Linked DNA regions of Zea mays: regions 2 and 3 are each linked to region 1. The links are chromatin contacts, called in public Hi-C maps. All regions are on one chromosome and are shown on one strand. Each heading gives the region's core, a stretch centred on a gene start, on an enhancer-like site or on the middle of the called end of the contact. The rest is flanking DNA. Distances are from core to core; before and after follow the strand shown.

Region 1 (3,518 bases), core at 226-2,725:
GGTTGTTGGTCGCTGGATCTACGATACAGAGAATGGCAAAACCTACCATCAGGTGAGATAATCTGCATGTCCCTGATGTTCCCCTGCTTCTGATTACATGTTGAGTGACATCAAGTTTAATGGTAATCTAACAACATTGAGCAGGTAGAAGAACCCCAGAAATTTCTGCAGATAGGAGGTAAACATGCAGCAATTAAAAGGAAGTTGTTCTAGGTTTGCCTATTCATATAGTTGCTTTTGTGTTTGTTTGACTGCATATATCATGCATGGCTATGTGACAGAACTATTGATGATGGACTTTAGAGGTTGTTTGAACTTGTTTGCCGTTTAGGCACATTCATGGTAAATGATGGTCACCTCTTTGGTGGGGGAGATAAATCACACTTTCACTAATAGCTGGTCCAACTTAGATTTGAAAAACACCGCCAGCTGATAATACAGTTTTGAAGAAAAGCATATTATCATTCATTTTATTCACAGTGATAATGATAAAAAGATCATCGTTTGTTTTCATGTACGTGAATGTTTTTGCGTTGTACTGTATATTGTTACTTGTAAACAATATTTATTTAACATTTGTTCAAGTACCAAATTATGACAAGATTATGTCTGGCTTATGCACAATAGCTGAGGATTAAAATTTGCATTACCTAGAACTATTTTGAGAAAAAAGTTCTTTGGAGAAGTATATCTTCCATGTCACTTACAGAATAGAGTGTTAAAAATGATCCTAAATGTTGATGCCTTACTGCCTTAGTAACGCCAACAAAATTCCATTGTGTGTTCCTGATTTGAGGACTAAGACATTAATCAGTTCAAGTAGTACCATTTTGTGTTATCGAGTGAAAGCCAAGAATAGTGTAAATTTGACCACATGCCTTACTGCGAGAAAGTTTGACCACATGCATGTCAAAGCCAAGAATAGTGTAAATTTTAGAAAACAGTTTACTTGAGGTACCTCATAGTCATATGGATAGATAATAAGGACATTCGATATCTGGTACTTGTGAATTAGAAGATTTCATATGCCAATTTTTTTTGGTGGATGGAACATGACACATGTATTTATGGAGCTTTTATACTCACATTCTTGTATTTGTTGTTTGTAGCCTCGACAAACCTGGAGTTTGAACACATGACAGATGATGTGCTCACTTTTTTGGATGAAGAGATGCATTTATAGTTCACTGCGTTAGGTTTATATACATAATTATGTGGATTGGCCGGACTATAGCTCCCAATACTATATATATACCTCCCGTTATGGTTTGTCCTTATGCGGCGTCTTACTCCTGTTTTTCCTTGTGCTGAATGGATGCCTTTCTGTGCTGGATAGTGTGTTGGATAGGGCGCCCGAATGGGCGCCACCTGATCTAGTATAGTTTAAAAGGGAAACAAACACACACTAAATTAAATGCTAGTTCGAATTTGTTGGATTACGTATCAAACACAGCTCAAAATTACTAAGGAGCCGAGAGAAAAAAGGGCCGAGCCACGTCCCCGCAGTAGGCAAAAGAAACCGGCCCTACGTGTCGGCGACAGCCGAGTAAGCACGGGCCGGCTCCTCCTCGCCCAACAACCACCGCGGCGTGCGCCGACCGTACCCTCTCCCTCCGGCGCACCGCTCTGGTTCATCTCCAACTACATCCACCGCGCCCCAAATCGCACCCCGCCTCCCCCATTCGCGCCGATCGAACCCCAAATCGGTGGCGATGAGCGTGGTCGGCTTCGACGTCGGCAACGACACCCTGGTGGCGGCGGCGGCGCGGCAGCGGGGCATCGACGTGCTCCTCAACGCCGAGTCCAAGCGCGAGTCCCCCGCCGCCATCGCCTTCTCCCGCAACGCGCGCCTCATCGGCTGCCACGCCGCGTCCGCCTCGTCCGCGCACGCCCCCTTCTCCAGCGTCAAGCGCCTTCTCATGGGCGCCACGGGGAGGCACCCGGACTCCTCCCTACTCCGCGACCTGTCCCGCCTCCCCTTCCCCGCTGCCGTCGGTGGCGGCGCTGTCGTCCACGCCGACCACATCGGCCGCCGCATCGCGCTCTCGCCGACCCACCTCCTCTCCATGCTGCTGGCCTACCTCAAGCAGCTCGCGGAGGCCGACCTCGGCGGCGCCCCCGTAGCCGACTGCGTGATCTCCGTGCCCTGCTACTTCACTCAAGCGCAGCGCCGAGCCTACCTCGACGCCGCCGCCATCGCGGGGCTCAGGCCGCTCCGCCTCATGCACGACCTCGCCGCCACCGCGCTTGGCTACGGCCTCTACCGCTCCGACCTCGGCGGCTCCGGGGGTCCCACCTGTGTCGCGTTCGTGGACGTCGGCCAATGCGACACACAGGTCGCGGTCGTCTCTTTCGACATGTCGGGGATGAAGGTGCTGTCTCACGGGTTCGATGCAGACCTCGGGGGCAGGGACTTCGACGAGGTGCTGTTCGAGCATTTCGCCGAGGAGTTCAAAGACAGGTACATGATTGATGTCACAGGAAATGTCAAGGCCAGTATGAGGTTGAGGGCAGCCTGTGAGAAGGCGAAGAAGGTTCTGAGCGCGAACGCGGAGGCTGTGGTGAACATTGAGTGCCTGATAGAGGAGAAGGATGTGAGGGGGGTGATCCGAAGGGAGGACTTCGAGAAGCTATGTGCCAGGCTGCTGGAGAGGGTTGTTGAACCTTGCAACAGGGCGGTGACAGATTCAAGGATTGGATTGGAGAGGCTGCATTCTGTGGAACTCGTTGGGTCAGGTTCTCGTGTGCCTGCCATTGCCAAGGTGCTTAAGGAATTCTTCAGAAAAGAACCTAGTCGCACACTCAATTCAAGTGAGTGTGTGGCTCGGGGGTGTGCATTACAATGTGCAATGCTTAGTCCTACGTTCCGTGTTCGGGAATACGAGGTATGACTGCACTTTATCTTGTCAAATTCAACATCTGTTTAAGCTATATGTTATGTGGAGCATGAGAGACTGCTGGTTGTATAGTGAGAGTTGACACATTCATTGTATTTCAGGTGCACGATGCAATCCCTGCTTCCATAGGATTTTATACTAGTGACGGCCCAGTTTCAACATTGTCAAGTGATGCATTGTTCCGGAGAGGCCTGCCCTTTCCCAGTGTTAAGATCATTACTCTACAGAAGAACGACAGTTTTAGTTTTGATGCCTATTATGTGGATGCGAATGAATTGCCTCCTGGTACCTCAACAGACATCGGTAGTTTTCAGGTATGCTTTTTGCTTGTTGATCTGTAGTCTTTTGCTCCAGATGTCTGTTCTGTTTGATTCTTCCAATAATAATAATGTATGACCTCTATATCAGCACTGTATTATTTTAACTTGTGAGACTGTGATAGTTCATTTCATCACCAGCAATGTTTCTGTGTAAATGTTTGTGAATGCTTACCTCCTTTCTTATCTTACAATGTCAAAAGTAACTTTGGAGTGTTGCACCTAAGTTTTTCATATGTGTTGCTGGCCTTTTAACAAATGAATGCTGCAATATTGTATAGCTTGTAGGTCTTCTGCTGAGGAC
Region 2 (3,907 bases), core at 158-2,657, 520 kb after region 1:
TGCCTACTACTCTTATTACTACTCATGGTTAGCAAGTAGTAACCTAGTGGTATATTACATAATGTTTTATTGCTACACATATGCTACATATAAACTATTTTTTTGTTACACTAGCACCTCCTTAATTCCAGTCCTGCGTCCGCCGCTGAAAACACACGACGACTTTTGCTGACTTCCATATTTCTAGATACTTCGTAGAAGTTTGAACTCCCAAAAAAAATGCTAGTTAGACCTCAACATTCAACTAACACTTTGCACAAAAAAACTGGACATGCATGTATACATATGAAAAGATTGAGCATCCGAGAAAATTTCTTGACACTGGACAAATAATGCCTGTTGCCAGTATTTTAGCTTGTGCGCTAAAAAAAGGCACTGTTTGGAAAGTTTTTACTGCTATACACCGAGTTTAGGAGTACAACATAAATGGTTCCAAGTCACGTTTAGGACAAGTAAGCAATGCCGTTGGACATCACCAATAATCAGCGCAACGAATTGATTAGTGTACCTTAAATAACCGTGGCGCTAGAACCCGCCCGCGGAACATCCCCATCCATTCCACGAGCCATCATTCATTAATCGGAGATACTTGCTCATACAGTCATACCACGACCCAGCCTGAAAGCAAAGCGAGAAAGGAAAAAAAAGGCAGGGGGGGGGGGGGGGGGGGGGGGGGCAGTTGCCCTGCAGATTCTCCTTGCATTCCGTGTCCCTCCTAATCCTACCGTCCAAATTAATCCGCCGCTCCACTCCCCGGTCTCCACACACCACCCAAATTTCTTTTTTTTTCTTCCTCATCTCGTCTATGCATTAGCAGCCGACGCCATCCAAAAAAATAACCCATTAATTAATCAATAGGATAAATGATTTATTTATTTTGAGGAGATGATTAATTATCTATTATATTACCCCAGGAAAAAAGCACGTACTCATCTACGGCCCTTTTCCCCCACCGCACTTGATTATCCCTTCATGTTTTCACTTTTCAATAAAACCAGAATATTTTCTCATTCCTTGGGTGACAATATTTTTTTTATTATCCGGAGTGCTGTTCAGTTGACGTGTGAGTATGAATGAAAAAGAGATAGCAAAGGATATAATCGAGAAGAAAACAAGGGAAGTGAACTGGAGACGAACTCCAACCTGGTTCGACCGCACCGAGATGCGGACACGCAGTCGCCCACGCGCCCCCACCGGTTCGCACCGCCCCACGCCTACGCGCGCACGGGGGCTCGCCCCCGGCCCTCGCAGACAACTGGCTCCCACCAGACCCTGGCCCCACAATACAGTGAGATAAACCGTCGTGAGTGGGATTCGTTTGGTGCGCGTAGCGCGGGGGCAGTAGCCACGAGCTTGAGCGCTATAAATTCAGCCCCACCCCTGGCCTCCTGCCCTCACACCCACCCTTCCTCCTCCTCCCTCCTCTCTTTCTCTCACCAAGTCGTTCGTCACGCAGAGGACCGGACGCTCGTGAGAGGCGAGACGAGCAATCGAAAGCCGGAAGGAAGCCTAACCTCTCTTCCAAAGCCAAACCGAAAAGGGAAAAAAAGTATTGTCGAAGAGAAAAGGAAAAAAATAATAAAGGAACACAAGCAGCCCACCGGCGCATCACAGGGGAAGCAAACAGGGGAGAACCCTAGTCAACAGACGCCGCCGCCCTCCCTGGCTGGATCTGGCCGCCGTCTCCTCCGCCGCCCGACGATCGCCTGGTACGGAGATCCTACCCCCCAATCAGGACCATTAGGACTGCTGTGTCACAGTCTCACGGAACGGACGGATTGGAACGGAGCGGGATCCTTAGCGCGTCGCGTGCCCGCCGGGGTGGGTGAGACGCGGCGCGGTTAGTTAAGAGGACGGACTGATTTCCAATTTCATTTCTCCGGACTGCTTGGGATGCCGAATTCGCGCTTTTAGCGCAGCGAGGACACCTTTGTTTTTTAATTCTTCCGCGGGGTGATTATGCCAAATCTGAAAGCGGAATGGGATCAAGGCTATGGCCGGGTTGCCGAATCTACCAACTGTTACGGTGCGATCCTTACTTTATAGGAAGAATTTAGCGATATTTATTGATTCAAGGCAGGCTATAAATACAGTCCGTAGATCGAGGAAGGCAGAGGTAGTGTTATCTAGAAGGGAGTAGAAGTTAAGGCCCCTTTCCTCTGGAGTGAAATGTGCTGTTGGGATGGTCCTTCTGTTATTGCTCTGCTGTTCAGCTAACTTTCCTGCTGAGATTAACTTAAACCTAGTTTCTTCTAAGAGGTCGTATCCTGTGCAATCTGTTTCTCCAAGCGTGCAGTTACATGATTTAAGCCATCTAATGCATACCTTCAACCCGTCCCACCTCACCCTCTATCTCTTTAATCCTTGCTGGGTTAAACGTAAAATTATCTGTCACCATTAGATATGCGTTAGATGGCTAATTGCAAGCTTGCACAACTTAACAGATTGCGCAGCACACATCCACTTCTTCTATTGCTTTGACCTAGGGTTAACTGCTATCTAATGTTTCTGTTACTATCTTGTCATTTATTTATATATGCAGGGATACATTGTATCCTGTTTTAGTCAGGTCCTAAGTTAGATCAACATTAAACTGTTGATGCGTTTGTTTGAGATTAGGAACAGGTGTTGCCCATGGGTTTTGAATATTTCCTTAAGAAAATTACCCTTTTAGTCATGTTAGATTGCATCAGCTCGCAAGTAGAAGGCCGAAATATTCAGTATTCTCCTGTTCTTATGTGTCCTGTTTTTCAGTTACATCTACATCCACAGTTGTGATATAGCTGAAAGAAACTGTGCTAGAATTGGACTGGTTCTAGTTACATTTGTCAAAAGTGTATACTGTACATCCTGTGCTCTTGGCTTCCCATTCTGAGTACATGTGCACTATTACAGGTTGAGATGTTATTTGTTGGTCATACATATACACCATTTCTGTTTTAGTCTTTCTCTCTGGATCGCTCTGAATCATCTATATTTCGGTTTAGTCAATATAAGGAGATAATCAGCTATTTGTATTAGTTAGCTCTAAATCAGCCTTGAGTGGTTGGACAGTTATTTTTTCATGTTTTGCATTTAGAGATGCTGGAGTTCAGCTTATTCACTTTCTTAGCTTTTAATTTGGAGTATTAGCTATGTGTTCTGCTAATTTTGAGGGATGGTTTATGTTGTTTATTGGTAGCATATAGACTTGAATAACATGTAATACACTATTATTTGGACCATGTGCTTTGGGTGACAAGCTAAGCAACTGATGTTTTTTAATGTGTTCATACTTAATACTGTAGGATTATATGGAGTTGTCTTCCATTCATTTTTATCTTCCTTTCTAGAGCTTCTATTTGTTTGGAAAAATCATTTTATGTAGAATGGACTTAGCCAACCTCGATCCTCATATATGTAATCTATTTTCGTGCTGTTGCGAAAGCCAAAAGCTAACCAAAGGGATAAAGGGCTTGTTTGGTTCGCTGCCTAACTTGCCACAGTTTGCCTAATTTTTTCTGCCTAAGTTTAGTTCTTTAATTTGTCCGACTAACCTTAGGCAAGTTGTGGCGCAGTTAACCGAGAACCAAATAGGCCCAAAAAGCAAACTGCTTTGGGTCAAAAGCTGCTTTTGCTCTAGTACAAAACTCACAACACCTTTACCCTTGCTTTCACGTGCTTTTGGCTTCCAAATTTACCCATCTGCCATCGGTTATGAAAAATACTGATTCGTTTCCCTTTGTTCCTATCGCGTGAAAGAAAGGCATGTCCCTTCCCCAGTGTTGGTGTGGCTTCGGTGGTGGCCCCGACATGCGTGCGGCCCTACAACATGGCTTTGGCACATGCGTGACCCTTTTTGGCGCGAATGGTGGCCCTAGTGCATGCCCTTTCTTGGCATGTGGCCTCAACATGGGCGTGGCTCCGG
Region 3 (3,887 bases), core at 1,146-3,645, 530 kb after region 1:
TTATATCTTCTACGACTTGTCACATGGCCGTGAGTCTCATAGGGGTGGGTCATCTTCATATCAGAATATTCATGAAGCGCAGTTTGCATTGCGTTTGTATGAGCACCTTCAGAAGTTCTTGAAAGCTAACGGTGCCAAGAAGGTTTCTGTTGGTATAATCACACCATATAAGTTGCAGTTGAAGTGCCTTCAGCGGGAATTTAAGGATGTTATGAATACTGAGGAAGGGAAGGATATCTACATAAATACAGTTGATGCTTTCCAAGGACAGGAGCGTGACATAATTATTATGTCATGTGTCCGTGCATCAAACCATGGTGTGGGTTTCGTTGCTGATATACGGCGTATGAATGTAGCTCTAACTAGAGCTAGGAGAGCTTTATGGGTATGTCTCTGCCTCCCTACAATATGCATTTAGTGTGTTCTACTGTTGTTCTTCAATGATATTTTTGATGCATCCCATGTTACTTATAGTCTTTATTGTTTCTCAGGTTGTTGGTAATGCTAATGCTCTCATGCAGTCTGAGGACTGGGCATCGCTAATAGCGGATGCGAAGGCCAGGAAATGTTTTATGGACCTGGATTGCATTCCCAAGGACTTCTTACCAATGAAGGTTCCATCTAATACTCCAGGTAGGAATTCTTCCAACAACATCCGGAACATGAGGACTGGTGGTGGACCTAGACCAAGACACTTGGACATGTTCTCAGAACCGAGAACTGGTATGAACATGAGGCCCGATGAAGATGAGCGTCTGAATTCTGTTCCAAGAAATGGTAGTTACAGGAATTTGGATGATTTTGTCCGACCTGGTGATCGTCCCAGGGATAATCTGCAGTTTGGAGTTCCCAGGAGGCCAAATTCTTCTAATGGCAGGAGAGAAGTGTAAGGAGTGTGTTGCTATCTACAACTCTGGTACAGCATGGAACAATGGTGAAGAGCTCTGGGACGGTCCAGATTCAGCAAGGTGCAGATTCATGTTCAGAAGATTAGTTGCCTCTGCATTAGATCCCTTGCACCATGTGGTGGGGCTGGTCACAAGAAAGCATTGCTATCAGCAGAGGATGTGCGAATCTACCATGATGTGACCTCCAGTCAGTGGATCAAGACGCTTTCATGGTGGGTGATTATAGGCTCATGATGTCAGGTTGAAGAAAGGCTGCTGTAGCCCTCAGTGTTATGGAGTTCGCAGGAGTTTCTTTCTCAGAACAAGGCTGTCTGATGTGTTTTGACATTGCTATCCTTGCTTTAGCCAGCTCCATCTTTCGGTAGATACATACATGCATGGGCATATCCATTTTGAAACATGCCAGGAGAAAGCTCACTGGCTCTAGAGCAGGGTAGGTCTCAAGCGTTGTTGCCTGATTGCTGCTGCGATCGTTGCATGCTTGACATGTCTAGTAGGATCAGTATGCTAACATAGGCAGGGCTTCTGTACCATATGACATAAGTTCCTTCTGTATACAGGGTCGAGATCTAGAGAAAAGAAGTTCATTATTTCATTCAGCTCATGTTGTTACCCTTTGTTCTTGTCAACATGTTCTGTGCATATTGTTGAAAGATGTTACCATGTTTGCAGTAGTGATATTTATTTTCCTGATTATCAGTGGCATGAGTCTGTGCTTGTATGTTAATCTATGGATTAGTTTTGGCACTCGGTGACAGTGTCCTGCTGATGTTTGATACATCATATTTAATGAACTCAGTTTTTCTGCAACTGATCTACTTTTTCTGATACTTGCATGTCGAAGCTAACAGAAATACTTTAGGTTAGTGAAGCAGCTATTTTAATTAGGCACATTCTCTGCGATGCATATATATATATATTAGAGAGCTGAACATGAGGAGGTGATGTTTCAGGAGTACAGGCACCCTGAAATCTGAAGTGCGCCTTGGATCATCTCTACTTTGGCGCTGGTGGTTTTGTGGATGTCCTCTCAGTGCCACTCCCAGAATACCAGGTAGCTGCATTTGTTTGCCTTATGATGGTGCTCATGATTTTTGTTTCTTCAGTATCAGATTCATCTAGTGGTTTCTTGATCTATTTAAGTGGTGCTGAATTTCTTGTGTACATACTGTGATAAGTAGCATGTTGACTGCAATTCTGGCTGTTCGAGAATCGGTCGGCTGTTGTTTTAAAAATAATGTTTTTTTGGATATCTTTCATTTGTAAGTTAAATTTAGGGGTGGTCATTGTATTAATGCTTACAGGCCAGTTGAAGTCCTCAAGCTTCTGCTTGGATTCTAGTGTCACTCTCAACTCTTGTTATCTTTTGAGAAGAGATCCCCTGGTAGCAGCCCTTTGCCTTTTCTTTCTGTTCTCTTCCTTTATTGTCTTGCTAATCTTTGATAAACTCCGGTGTTGTGATTGGTTGTATGTGCAGGGCCCATGACGAACTCCAGGAATGCATGGTTGCCTGCATGATAGATGTAGAGATGGCGGTCATATAGTTAAATTACACGTTCTGCCGTATGTATATGATTTTATTGGAGCTAATGGATTTTTTATCTGCTTTGTTTGGAGAAAAACATAGTTTGCATCTATCTCTACACGACTTGCTTTTGTACCGGAGGCACGCAGCAGCAGGGTTGTATATGTCCAACCTCTGATGGGTCTGCGGTCTGCCGTTGAAAGAGGGGCTTTGGAGATCTGAAGGTATTCCACGCCAGGTGCTCCTGTAATGTGCTGGACTTCTGTTCTGCCACTTTGGTTACGCAGAGCTGATCCATTACAAATGGTACTTGTGATGCTTTGTTGTTAGCTTGTGAGTTGTCTGTTTCTGCGCTTGTGATTCAGTGGCCGGCAAGCGTTTTTTTTTTTGACTCGGCCGGATTGTTCATCGATCTATTTTTGGATCTTTTATTGCTCTGGTGAAAACAGCTGGGCCCCATTCACAAGGAGACGCGCCACAACGCTCCAAAGGCCAAACCAGAGATTATCTCCGGGTTGTTTACACATTGAACTTGTCTTTCACCTTGACCTTGTTTATACATGAACCCGCCTCGGATCCGTCACCAGGACACGCCCCCTAACAAGCCACCGTACCATATTATGCCATCACGCGGCGGTAGCGGCAACACGCAGCGGCAACAGGATCCAACTGTGGTGGTGGTAGCCTTTGCGCAGCCGAGGAGGAGAACGAGACGGCGACGCGCCATTATGCCGGTGAAGAGCAGCGCCAGCTTCCGCATGACCGCGCTGCCTATGGTGGTGACGGCGCAGCTGCTGGCGGCTGCCGTGCTCACGCTCACGCTCGTCTGGGTGCTGCACTTTCGTGGTGGCGTCTCGTGGAAGCCGACATCCAACCCTCTCTTCGTCTACACGGTAATAATCGAACCGTGTATTTTCGAACAGTAGGAGTAAACTCTATAACGTGCGCACCCTTTTCTCAGGCACACCCTCTGTTCATGGTGATCGGCTTTATCATCTGCACCGGAGAAGGTAAAGGAACAAACGCGCGTCTGCAAAACTCAAGCGATGGAAGGGAATCAAACGTGTTGTGTCTGACTGATCACTGATGCTTGTATGATGGTGTGGTGTGTGGCGCGCGCGCGCAGCGGTGATGGCGTACAGGATCGTGCTGGGCCCGAGGTCGGCCAAGAAGGCGGTGCACCTGCTGCTACATCTCGTAGCCCTCACCTTCGCTGCCGTCGGCCTGTACGCCGCCTTCAAGTTTCACCATGACGTCGGCCTTCCTGACATCCGTTCCCTGCATTCTTGGCTCGGGATTGCCACGATAGCGCTCTATGGTCTTCAGGTGAGTCGGTCACCAAGGGTGGCTCTACTTCTTTGTTGTAAGCCCAATTTGTAGCCCACGTAGGCTACAATCATTCTGGCCTGCCGTTGCCCATGGGCTTGTCATGCATGGGCCTCATCCCACCTCTG

The links. Hi-C and Micro-C count contacts between places; a contact is called where the count stands out from the background.
Region 2: a Hi-C map of tassel shows a contact between it and region 1, with 1.9 times the contacts expected there. The contact joins the promoter of LOC100502266 here to the promoter of LOC103626279 in region 1. A contact is called at or near these places in 2 of 25 Hi-C or Micro-C datasets (leaf and tassel).
Region 3: a contact with region 1 is called in a Hi-C map of leaf, with 3 times the contacts expected there. The contact joins the promoter of LOC100382018 here to the promoter of LOC103626279 in region 1.

Annotation. Positions count from the first base shown.
Region 1 is chr5:42,843,081-42,846,598 of Zm-B73-REFERENCE-NAM-5.0, reverse strand. LOC103626279 (heat shock 70 kDa protein 16) reads left to right here and starts at 1,475. Exons shown (of 9, transcript XM_008646666.3): 1 at 1,475-2,885; 2 at 2,999-3,211. The coding sequence starts at 1,713.
Region 2 is chr5:42,326,169-42,330,075 of Zm-B73-REFERENCE-NAM-5.0, reverse strand. It overlaps LOC100502266, which reads left to right and starts at 1,407. Exons shown (of 8, transcript NM_001323891.1): 1 at 1,407-1,709.
Region 3 is chr5:42,310,029-42,313,915 of Zm-B73-REFERENCE-NAM-5.0, reverse strand. It overlaps LOC100382018, which reads left to right and starts at 2,395. Exons shown (of 3, transcript NM_001174784.1): 1 at 2,395-3,326; 2 at 3,395-3,443; 3 at 3,560-3,887. The coding sequence starts at 2,994. The coding sequence ends at 3,813. LOC100502266 reads left to right here. Exons shown (of 8, transcript NM_001323891.1): 7 at 1-385; 8 at 492-1,581. The coding sequence ends at 890.